Linked DNA regions of Sus scrofa: region 2 is linked to region 1. A link is a contact called in public promoter capture Hi-C data. All regions are on one chromosome and are shown on one strand. Each heading gives the region's core, a stretch centred on a gene start, on an enhancer-like site or on the middle of the called end of the contact. The rest is flanking DNA. Distances are from core to core; before and after follow the strand shown.

Region 1 (5,374 bases), core at 1,660-4,159:
CTGATGCTGGATGATGTGGACCCAGCCCCTGACCCTCTCTGTGCCTTGGGACAACTGGAACCAGGGCTCTGGCAGGGGAGTCATCTGGCAGAAAAGGAGTTCCAGGAGAGCCACAAGAGACACCCAGGGGCCCACCGGCAGAAGGGGCCTGGCCAAATTCCTGTAGATGGGAGGCCCGGAAGCCAGTCCAGCAGCAGAGGGGCAGGCAGAGGTCAGAGGGAGCGGCTGGAAAACAGGCGTGGGCCCTCCAGCCTCCCCACCCGCCCTGCAGATAGTTGCTAGGAGGCCTGGCTGGAGGGGAGGGGAGGGAGGAGGGGCTCCAGCCAGTCCCTGCAAGGGCTCCAGCAGCTGGCCCTGCCTGACTGCAAGGGGGTCGGCACCCAGGGGTTGGCACCCACAGGGAGTCAGGCACACAGGTCCTTCCACTGAGAGGTGCAGCCACAGGAAGCCAACATGGGGGTGACTAGGAGGGAGGCTGGACGTGCTGCTCAGGCAAGCGGTAGCACTCACCAGCTTCTCACCTCAGCCTAGTGACATCAGCCTGGGCCTGAAGCACCCACAGGTGACTCGGGAGGAAGCCACCCCCAACTTGTGGGACCATGTACGAGCACAAGGGCCTAACAGGGGCTCCAGGTCCTGTCACTGCCTCCAACTCAAAGAGCTGGACCCTGGAGAGGAAGCGTGGCTGAGCCACCAAGGTGAAGAGACACCAGGCATGGCCAGTTCCTGTGTCCCTGTCACCAAGTGCAAGGGGAACCAAAGACAAATCCCCACTATTTCTAAGCCTCCACTTTCCCATTTTTTGCGGGGGAGGGGGGCACCCTCAGCAGGTGGAAGTTCCCGGGCCAGGGACTGAACCTACACTACAGCAGTGACAATGCCGGATCCTTAACCTGCTGAACCACCAGGGAACTCCCACTTCCTCATCTTAAAATGGGGAAAATGTGTCAGAGACACCTAGCAGATTTGTCTATCTGCTGCCCTGCTGCCAGGCTGAGGGAGGTGCCCCAGCCCAAGGAAACAGTCTAGTGCAATAGAAGAAGCCTCCTAGCATGGCCACTCAGAGGGCCACCTCAGAGCCAGGGCTCCTATCCAGTATCCCCCCAACTCCCTCAGGACTCCCACAGTGCCACCTCAAAGCAGGGCTATCTGGCACCCTGCAGATGCCAGCCAGCTGTAGTACAAGGCAGTGTGGACAGGCCAGGCCTAGAGCTGGCTGCGGGTTTCTAGTCAGCAGGCCTTGGCAGGAGGTGGCTGGAACCATCCAGAGAGTTCGACTTTGCTTTGGCCACTGTGCTGGCCCCACACGCTGACCCCATCTAGGCTCAAGCCCAGCCCTGGGAGGGCTCAGACCACCGCCAGTGACATCTCAAGTCCATCCTGCTCCTCTTGCCCAGCCCTGAACATTTGGACATGCCAAGGCTGTGTCTGCCCCGGGGGTAGAAGCGAGGATGACAGGAGTGTGGGCAGGGGTGGGGCGCTGGCCCAGGACGCTGGCTGGACAGGCCTGGGAATTTTAACCCAGTCTCGGCTTGCTCCTCCCACCGTGGTGTGCAGTTTGCCTGTAGGTATATTCGCGCGTGCACACATACACACAAATGGACATGCATGCACGCGTGAACACACACACCTAGGTCCTGCCTTCTCTACAGGGCAACAGGTCCCTGCCCAGGGAAGCCATTACGTAACACAGCTAGCAAGGTGGGGTGGCCGCTGCGCTGACATCACTGCGTCCCCTGGGCCGGGCCCTATGGGCCACTGCCTAGCACCTGCCTGTGCCCCCCTTCCCCCTGCCCCAGACTCGTTCATCTGAGACCAGGACTTGGCGGCCACAGCCAGGGGGCCCCAGCAGAAACTTCCCGCTCTGACAGGAAATAGCACTCTGGCCTAGGGTGTCTGGAAGGTGGAGGACTGGGAGAGCATTCAATCCACTGCCCCATTCTGCAGACCACCTAGGAGGGCGTGGGGGTGCCTGCAGCCCTGCCTGGGGTTTCTGGAGGAAGGACTCCACAGACCCCACAGGCCCCATGACGCTGGGGTCAGGACTGTGGCCTGCAGATGCCCCAGTGCACACTCAGCAGGGGTCTTCAGGAGACACAAATCCAGGGGCCCCCACAGGCGGGGGAGGGGGGGCAGCAGAGGAAAGACCTTACTGGCCCCAGGGCGCTAGGGACTGAACTGTGTGGCCTACTGAACGCCCTCCCCCCCAGTATACCCCTGGCTGGGGTTTGCGGGGAACACATAGGAAGGATCCCCATAGGCCAGACTCCTAGAAGAAAGACCCACAGGCCCCAGGATATCAGAGACGGGACTGCGGCCAATTGAACACCCCTACCAGTGCACAGCTGAAGCAGCCCCAGGAGCGGGGTGGGGTGCTGCCCCGAGCTCCCGAGGGATCCTGGGGTCGGGCTCCCGCGCCCTGCCACCGGCCACTCCAGTGGTACGGCCGAGGCGCCCCCAAACCGATCCGGCCCTCACCTTGAACGAACGGTGGAAGCCCTGAAGTTCGGCTGTTTTCTTCTGCACCATCTTCTGTCCGGGCCCCGCCAGCGGGGGAGGGGACGAGGGGCCCGGGGGCGGCCCGTGGGCGGGGGGGCGGCCGAGAAGGGGACCCTGTGGGCGGGAGCAGACAAAGGAGGGCGTTGAGTGGCCGCGGCCAGCGCGCCGGGAGCCCAGGCCAGGGCGGCGAGGCTCCGTGGGGCCCGATCCCCGCGCCTGGGTTGGAGCCAGGCTGGGGTCACCGGGCCGCACTCACCGGGGTCGGGCTCGGGCCGGGGCCGCAATGCCGCCGCCCGAGACGCGCCGCAGCCCGGACCCCGCTGCGCGGACCGCGCGGGGAACAGCGCCGCCACCGCCGCTGCCGCCACCGCGGACTCCTCCGTCAGGGCCGCCACCGCCGAGAGGAGCCGGGCGCGCCGCGTCGCCACCACCTTTATAGCCAAGTTCGGCCCCGCCCCGACGCAGACCCCGCCCCTCATGACCCGCCCTTGTGCGCACGACGGGGGCGGGGCTGAAAGGCCGCTCTAGCCGTGGGGCGTGTCTGCGCGCGTGCGCCTTGCAGTGCTCCGGGTTTCTGGCGCGGGACCGGGCAAGATCCTGACGCAGCCGGAGACTCGAGGAAGCCCGCGGGACCCTGGCACTGAGCCAAAGCCCGGCCCTGCCCTCTGGCAACAACATTAGTCTATTGGCCGGGGCTAAGATACACTGACTCCTTTTAGCCACTCTCCTGCTCCAGAACCTGCCATGGCTCCCTCTTGCATCTTTGCTTGAGAACCTGGTGTGTCTCCTTTTCAGCTTCTTGATCCTGGCCCCAGCTATCGTGCAGGAGCACCCCAACTGGCTTAGAGGCTTAGCCGCCTCCCCAGATTGCTCCCCCAAAGTTCACCCTATTATTGGCTTGAAAAGGGGACCACTGGAGTTCCCTTGTGGCACAGCAGATTAAAGATAGGGCGTTGTCCTGCTCTGGCTTTGGTCGCTGCTGTGGCGTGGGTTTGATCCCTGGACCATTCGCAGCCAAAATAAAAGAAGAAGTAAAGAATAGGGGACTGCAGTCAGGCATGGGGACTGAGCTCTATGAAGGACTGTCCTTCAGTCCTGCAAAGAAGTGTTTCCCCTGACTGATGGAGAAAAAGGCCAAGGGGTGGGGGCCACAGAACAAAAAGCAAAACACAACCCCGTTTCAGCTGAGGCCCTGACCCAGATCTGAGAGCTTCAGTTCATCCTGAGCCGGGCCAGCTCCCTGTCTCTGTCCCCACAGCCCTGTGGTGCATGGTCCTTAGACCTGGGCCTGGCCACGTGGGGGCACAGGTCTGGACTGTCCTCCCTCTCCTCCAGGCCCCAGTCTATCCTTCCAGGGGCTTCTCACCCTGCCCCAGCTATCCCCCAACCAGGCCTGAACTGGGTGATCACCTTCCCTTTGAGGCTGCCTCAAGTTACATGCTGCCCCCCAAGGCTACAGCTCAAGGCACAGGAGCTGTGAGGGCTGACCTCAGTCCTCTGGAATGTTTGGTGGGACCTGCAGGGAACTCCCCAGCCAGCCCCCAGCCCTCACCTGACCCATGCACGCATGGGTGTTGTGTGTGTGTGTGTGTGTGTGTGTGTGTGTGTGTGTGTGTGTGACCTTGGCTCCAGGTGTTTGGGGTGGGGCTGCTAGACCGGCCTGCCCAGGAGGCCTCAGTCTCCCCCCACACCATCCCACCCCTCTCCTCACCTGGCTGTCCCTTCCCACTCATGCCCGGGAGCCAGGATCCTCTCTGTGTGTACAGTCACCTGTGCTTTGGGATGGCTGGTGGGTACAGCTGGGTCCCTACCCCTCCCCAGAAGACCAGCTCTGTCAGAGCCCCGATCCTCTCACTGCTGGTCCAGCACCCAGCACAGGGCCCAGCACCCACACAGGAAGTGCTCACTCAGTGCTGCTGAAGAGAAAGGCCATAGTTAGCCAGGCGTGCCTGCGTGTCTGCATGCACGCATACAGGGGTTGTGTCAGTGTGTGAGCTTCCAGAGGCTGCTTCCAGAGCCCAAAGACTGAAATCAAGGCATTGTCGGCAAGGCCACACCCTCCGCAAAGGCTCTAGGGGAATATCCTTCCTGCCTCTTCCAGCTTTAGTGGGTGCCAGCCACGCCTGGGCTCCTTGGCTTAGAGCTGCATCACCCTGTCTCTGCCTCATTTTCATGTGGTGCCATCTCTGTGACTCTCCTCTCTTGGAAAGACATCAGTCATTGCCTTAAGGTCACCCTATTCCACTATCACTTCATCTTAATTGGATCACACCTGCAAAGACCCCGTTTCCTAAGGTCACGTTCACAGGTTCCAGGAGTTGGAACACAGACCTATCTTTCTAAGGGACACAATTCAACCCAGACTGTAAGGGGCAGGAACCTTTTCCGGGCATGTGGCTGTGATGCTTCTGTCTCCTGTGGCAGGTAGTTAGCTGTATCTGTCCCTGTGTGTGGATCTGAGTGGAGTTGCTAGTCACAGTGACCTCAGGGAGCAGAAAGGCAGTGGAGTCTTGCCCAGGGCCATCCTCCTAGGTCCAGCCAAGCTCAGGTCCTGGGCAGCCTTCTTTGGGATCCCAGCTGGTGGAGGCGGGTTTGTTCTCAAAGCCAAAAGCCAGGTCCTCCACTGGGCAATGCTCAGAGGAGCTGTCTTACCCTTGCCCACCTGCGACAAGTGGTCCCTTCATGGGTCCAGTACCCCCAGGGTGAGGAAACAGGAAGCTCAGAGATGGAAAAATGGCTCCTGCCTCTGGGGTCCTTCCACTGAGGTCTGCCTTTCAGCCCTGCTGACTTCGGGGCCAGATCATGGTGTGGGGAGGCATCCTGGGCACTATGGGCTGTTAAGCAGCATCCCTTGTCCCCACCCTCTTCATGCCAG
Region 2 (5,864 bases), core at 316-2,815, 350 kb before region 1:
AAACAACTGAACTCTGAAAGAAGAAAAGCCACCCTAGGTTGTTTTATTGTCACCATGTATCCGGGAATTATTTTTAAGCAACTTTAAAAACATTCCTTGCCTCCCGGCCCTGGAAGGGGGGGGGGGAGTTGTCCTAATACCAGGGTTTCCCCAACAGGGTCCCCAGGGCTCCTTTCTAGAACGGGGTGGGGGATCCACCTGCCAAGCCCCGTCCCACACCCCGATGAGGGTCTCCGTCCCACAGTCAGACAGCGAAGTCCCTCCAGCTTCTCTCCCCGGGGACCCAGAAGGGGGCGGGAGCGGCAAGCAGAAACCGAGGGGTTAGAGGGGGTTCCGAGGTTGAGGAAGACCCGACATCAGAAAAGGAGAAACCCCCGCTTTGTTTGCCAACTGGAGACGGGTGTGAAACGGATGCCCCAGAGCACCCCCTCCTCCGCGAAGCTTTTTCTTCTTTGGAGGGCGTGTGAAACTGACTTTTTTGAGGAGTACGAAACCGCACTTTTTTGTGGGGTAGCTGAAACCGATTTTAAGGCAGACCTGGGGTGGGGGAGACTGAAACAGGCTTTTCAAGGAGATCCGAGACACTTCTGGGGTATCACAAGGACTTTTGGAGACTCGAAGCGAACTCAAAAGATGTACGAAACCACTTTGGGAGAAAGAGGGGCAAGGAACTTCTCGCTCTGGGGGGAGGGGTGGGAGGAGGCCCGGGAAACCAACCCCCACCCTACCCCCCCCCAGCAGCCGGTGCGGGCGGCGCGGCCCGGGAGCCCTTTGAAGCTCGCGGCGCTGCCGCCGCCACTGCGCTGCTCGCCCCGAAGCAGCCGCCGCCCGTGCCCGCGTACCGCGGAGCAGATGCGGCCCCCGGCCAGGATTTCGGCCCCCGCCTGCAGTGGCGCGGCGCACCTTCCCCGCAGACAAAAGGACGCTCCTTCTCCCTCTCTCGCTCCCCTCCAAACTCCGGCGCCGGCCGGGCCCCCGGGGGAGGGGGCGCCCGCGGGCCCCGCGCCGCTACCCCGCCGCGAAGTTGGGCAGCCCAGCGGCGCCCCCCGCGCCCCCGCCCGGCTCCGCAAACTTTCCTCAAGTGCCGACTGGCGGGGGCGCGCGGGCCCGAGCGCGCCCTCCACGTCGCCTGCCCCCTCCGGCGCGCAAAGTTGGAGAACAATGACTTCGGCCGCGCCGCCCCCCGCCCGGCCAGCCACTGCTCGGAGTCTCCGCACCCCAGAGCGGCCCAGCCCGCCAGGCACCGAGCGGCGGAGGGTCCCGGCGCGCTCACCTGCTCGGCGCGGCCCGGCCCGCAGCGCGCGGGGGGCGGCGACATGAACGGCCCCCCCGGACAAAGGGGCGTCGCGGCCCCGAGGGGCGCGCGTGGGCGGTGGCGCGTAGCCCGGCTCCCCGCGTATCCGCTCGGCGGACCGTCCGCGGTCCGGGCACTGGCGGAGGCGACGCGAACGGAGGCCGCGGTGCCCGCCGGCCGTGTCGCTGGGCTCGGTCCGGCCCGCTACGCCCGCGGCCGCCGCCGCTGCCTCATCTTCCTGCGGCGGGAGACATGTTCCGCCCCCAACCCGCGCCCCGCCCCCTACAGGCCCCGCCCCTCATCAGCTCCGCCCCGCGTCCGCCCGCGGATCCCTCCGCCGCGGTTTGCACGCCGCCCACTGCCACACGTCCGCCCCACGCTCCCGCCGAACGCGGCAGCGGGCCCGCGGAGCCCAGCGCCTGGAGCGGGCGATCCGAAGAATCGTGGGCCAACGGCATGAGGTGGGGGCAGGGACTATCTTCCAGAGCGGAGGCGCACGTGGATTGGCCGCATAGCCGTGACGCAAGCGGGAAGGACCGAGCGATGGAAAGAGAAGGCCGAGCGGACGAGGCCAATTGGAAGGTGCGAAAGCCTGATTGGCGGGGATGCCGGCCGTTCGCAACCAGGCTCCGCCCCGCCCCGCCCTCCCCTCTGCGCGTCCGGGTAAAGAAGGAGGCGGGACTCTCCGAGCGAGAGGCCGCGAGAAGCGATGGGGGAGGTGGGGCTTGGAGTTTTATTCTCAGGTGTGCATGGCCGGCCGCACGGCCTTTTGGGCTTGGTCGTGTCTGAGTTCCTAGGTCTGGCCCCTGCTGCTGGGTCTTGCGAGCGGGCATTCCAGACTTGGAAGGAATAAATCAGACCTATTTTCCCGTGGGGTCACTGATGCAGCTCTGTTTCAGGGTCAGAAATTCCCCCCGTGGAACCCACTCTGTGCCTCTGACTTGCTGGTTGCCTTTGTCTGCCTGAGACTCAGTTTATTCGTCGATAAAATGGGATCTTGGCCTGAGTTTGGACAAGGACTTAAGACCTTCTGACTCTCACTGGTCTGTGAGAGTCACTTAGATCCCCAGTTCCCTCCCACGTCCAGAGGCTCTTCAGCTTTTGAAAACCACAGACCCTACAGGATGGAAATAATTTTTTTTTCTTTTTGCCTTTTCTAGGGCCGCTCCCATGGCATATGGAGGTTCCCAGGCTAGGGGTCTAATCAGAGCTGTAGCCGCTAGCCTGCGCCACAGCCACAGTAATGCAGGATCCAAGCTGAGTCTGTGACCTACACCACAGCTCACCGCAACGCCGGATCCTTAACCCACTGAGCAAGGCCAGGGATCGAACCCGCAACCTCGGATTTGTTTCCGCTGCACCACAACGGGAACTCCTGGAAATAATTATTATAAATGAAAATAACACACTCTGTCATGGCCCCCTGTGTCCGCAGAGAGAAAGCTACACTCCCCTCCAGGCCAGGGATGGGCTCTTGACACAGCAGCCTCCTCCTTGCTCTTCTAGAATCTGCCTGGCTCATTCCTACCTGGGAGCAAAGGCTCTTCCATCCCTTCTGGAGCCTTGAGCCAGTTCAGTTCAGTGCTGCCCTCAATCCAGGGAACAGGACTGAAAGGAAGGAAGGAAAGTGGGGATCCTGGGGGGAATGGAAGTAGAGAAGGCCCCAGGGGCAATTGGGGAGCTCAGGAGGAGCCTAATAAAGCCCCCTCCTGCCACGCCCAAACTGGGCTGACCCTCACCCTGACCCCTCCAGGGCCAGAGTGCTCCCACGTGGGACAGGTCTGGGGAGGGGAGTGAGGTTCTTGGGGTCTGGGTTCAAATCTGGCATCCCTCCCTACACCACTGGGACTTTGGGCAAGTACTTCCCACTGTCTGGGCCTCAGTTTCCCCATAAGGAAAATGGAAGGATGAAGTGAGGGATGTGTGTTCTTATCCTGTGGCCTCTTCCCCACTGGCAGACCTGGGCATCTGGTGGGAGGCCCCCTCGGCCCCTACCTTTCCCTGTGGACCAACCCTGACCTCGCAGGTCGGTGGCCTGCTCTGGCTTTCCCCTAGCCTGGGGGTTTCTTGGGGACCAGGCTGAGGCAGAGGTCCCTCAGGGTCCCCAGCCTCACTCAGGGTAGGTCAGCACCCCTTCCCCCTCCAATGCTAAGGGTATAACCCATATAGAGCTGGGGCCAGTGTTTCTGGAATTACACATCCACTGAAGGGGAGAAATGATCTGTTCATGGGCCATGCAATCATTGACCACCGACTGTGTGCCAGGCTTGGTGCCGGGCATTAGAGCACAGTGGTGACTGTGACCTGTCCAGCCCCTACCCCTTGGGCCAAGATGAGCCATCAGAGGAACCCCCCTTTTGTCCCAAACGTGTTCTTTCCATCCACATGTTTGGCTCTCAGGTCCTCACGCCTGAGTGATTAAACCCATTGTACAGATGAGGAAACTAAGGTTCCAAAAGCTCCTCTCTGGGGCCCAGTCCACCCTGGGGCTCCTCACACCTGCCAGGAGGCCCTCCTGGCACCCACAAGCCACTATTGTCTTCTCTGGGGAGGCCCAGCATGGAGCTGAGTCACTGGGAGGAGCAGCCTGTGGGGGCCCCCACTCAGCCACAACCTCTGCCCAGCCCCAAGGCCCGGGTGCACCCCACAGGGCCCTGGCACAGGGACAGGCGGCCAGGGGCCCCTTGAGGGCGGCCCACAGACCGCTTGCCCGCCCCCGCCCATCTGACTGTGGCCTTTGTTCTCTGCTGGGTGCCCGCCACTGGGCCAGGCAGGCAGGAGCCCGCTGGAGACCTGCCTCCCCTCCTGCTCCCCCCACCATCCAAGCCACACCTACTGTGTGCTGTTCCCCCCGCCCCCCGCCTCCGGCTGGGGACCCCACAGGAGGGAAAAGACCTCATTTCTGGTTGGGAAAATGGGAAAACGAATGCCAAGGTCAGGTTCCCACCGTGGAGTAAGGCAGCTGGGGACAGAACGGGGGATGGATGGCCGTGGAAAGTTCAGGAAGACCATAGGTGTGCGAGCCAAGGTTGTCCACAGAGAGAAAACAGTTGGACTTCGGATGTGGGGGCCACCCTCCTGACCTCGTTTGCGTTTGTCTCCAGTGTGGGCACCTTCTCCTGGTGTGTGAACAGACACCTCCCACTCCCCACCCCACCCAGGCTCTCCCTGCTTTTTTGAAGCCTTGGAAGAAGGGAGGGGTATTTATCACTCCAGCCAGACCTGCACAAACCATGGTCTCAGAGTGCACTCTCAGGAGGGTAGGGGACGGCTACCTCCAGAGCTGGGGACTTAGTGGCTCATGGGACTCCTGTGGAGGGGCCTGGCCCTGACCTGTCCATCCTCACCATGACGCCTACCAGGAGCTCACTCTCACTCACTCATTCATTTGTTCTCCTGGCTTCTGCAGGGCCCGCTGCTAGGGGCTGGGCCTGGGGGTCTCCCTGGATGTTGGGGGGGTGCTATTACCCTCTGCAGAGGAGGGAGGAGGTGCTGGCCATGTTGAGTATTAAGCAGATGCTGAGGCAGCAGCCCACTGGCGGCTCCCCAAGCCTGCCTTCCGTGGTGCTTGCAGCCATGAGCGAAAGGAGGGAAGGGGACCCAGGATGACTGGGTGCGGTTCCCTCACTGCAGGCTTGTCCTGGGGAGCCAGTGGGCCAGGAGGGCAGGGTAGTGGGGGCTCTCAGGGGGGCTGAACCCCCGCCTCATGCCCCCTATTGTCAGGGGACCAGAAGGGACCCCGAACCCGCCCTTCCCTGGGGTGGGTTCCCTGGGACACTGAGACTTGGGTGTGACCAGAAGCATGAATGAAGTCAGGGGGCAAAGAGCAGGGCGCACTCAGCATGTGGGCGGGGGGACAGCAGGGGCAAAGGCCCGGAGGTGGGACTGTGCTGGGAAATTAAGAAACCCATGAGGTCTTGAGGTTGGAGCCCAGAGAAGTGAAGGGGAGAGAAGCCAAGGTCAGAGAGTCCGGTCTTTGGGGGGAGGGCACCTTGGTGGGGGTCTAAGCAGGAGAGGGACGTGGTTCCACTGCTGCTATGTGGAGGCGGCTTTAGGGGCAGGAAAGGAGGTGGTCCTTCGAGGGGAGAAGGGCTGGCCGTGGGGATGAGGGAGGATGAGGGGAAGATTGGCAGGTTTAGGGGTAACGGAAGGCTATCCCTGGAGGTGGGGGTAGGGAGACAGCCACCCACAGGAAGTCCTACCAGGACAGAGGCAGGGCTTGGCCAGGAGGGGCTGCAGAAACGAATGAATGAGTAGGGACCCTAGTGTAAACTCCAGCTCCACACTGAGCCCCAATTCTGCTCTGAACTCCTACCCTGGACCAGACTGGCAGCATGGGGTGAGACCTGGACCAAGCCCAAGAACACAGTGCCTCCTCCCCTGGGGCCCCCCCGCCCGGCCCTCTCCCCCGGCCCTGCGCCCATCTGCCCCCAGGGTTGATGCCACCTGTCGAGGACGGCCCTTCCCCCTCCTGGCCTGATGCCCACAGCTCCTGACTCAGGGGCCCCCAGGGCCTGTCCCACCACATTCCGGGGCGGCCTGTGCAAACACAGGGCACCTCCCGATCAGC

Evidence for each region. Promoter capture Hi-C pulls out the DNA fragments that hold promoters and counts their contacts.
Region 2: a promoter capture Hi-C map of fetal liver shows a contact between it and region 1, with 3 times the contacts expected there. The contact joins the promoter of TCF3 here to the promoter of MKNK2 in region 1. A contact is called at or near these places in 1 of 5 promoter capture datasets (fetal liver) and 2 of 47 Hi-C or Micro-C datasets (brain and embryonic fibroblasts).

The regions. Positions count from the first base shown.
Region 1 is chr2:76,507,837-76,513,210 of Sscrofa11.1, reverse strand. It overlaps MKNK2 (MAP kinase-interacting serine/threonine-protein kinase 2), which reads right to left and starts at 2,909. Exons shown (of 15, transcript XM_021084205.1): 1 at 2,756-2,909; 2 at 2,479-2,613.
Region 2 is chr2:76,854,780-76,860,643 of Sscrofa11.1, reverse strand. TCF3 (transcription factor E2-alpha) reads right to left here and starts at 1,565. Exons shown (of 21, transcript XM_021084225.1): 1 at 1,274-1,565.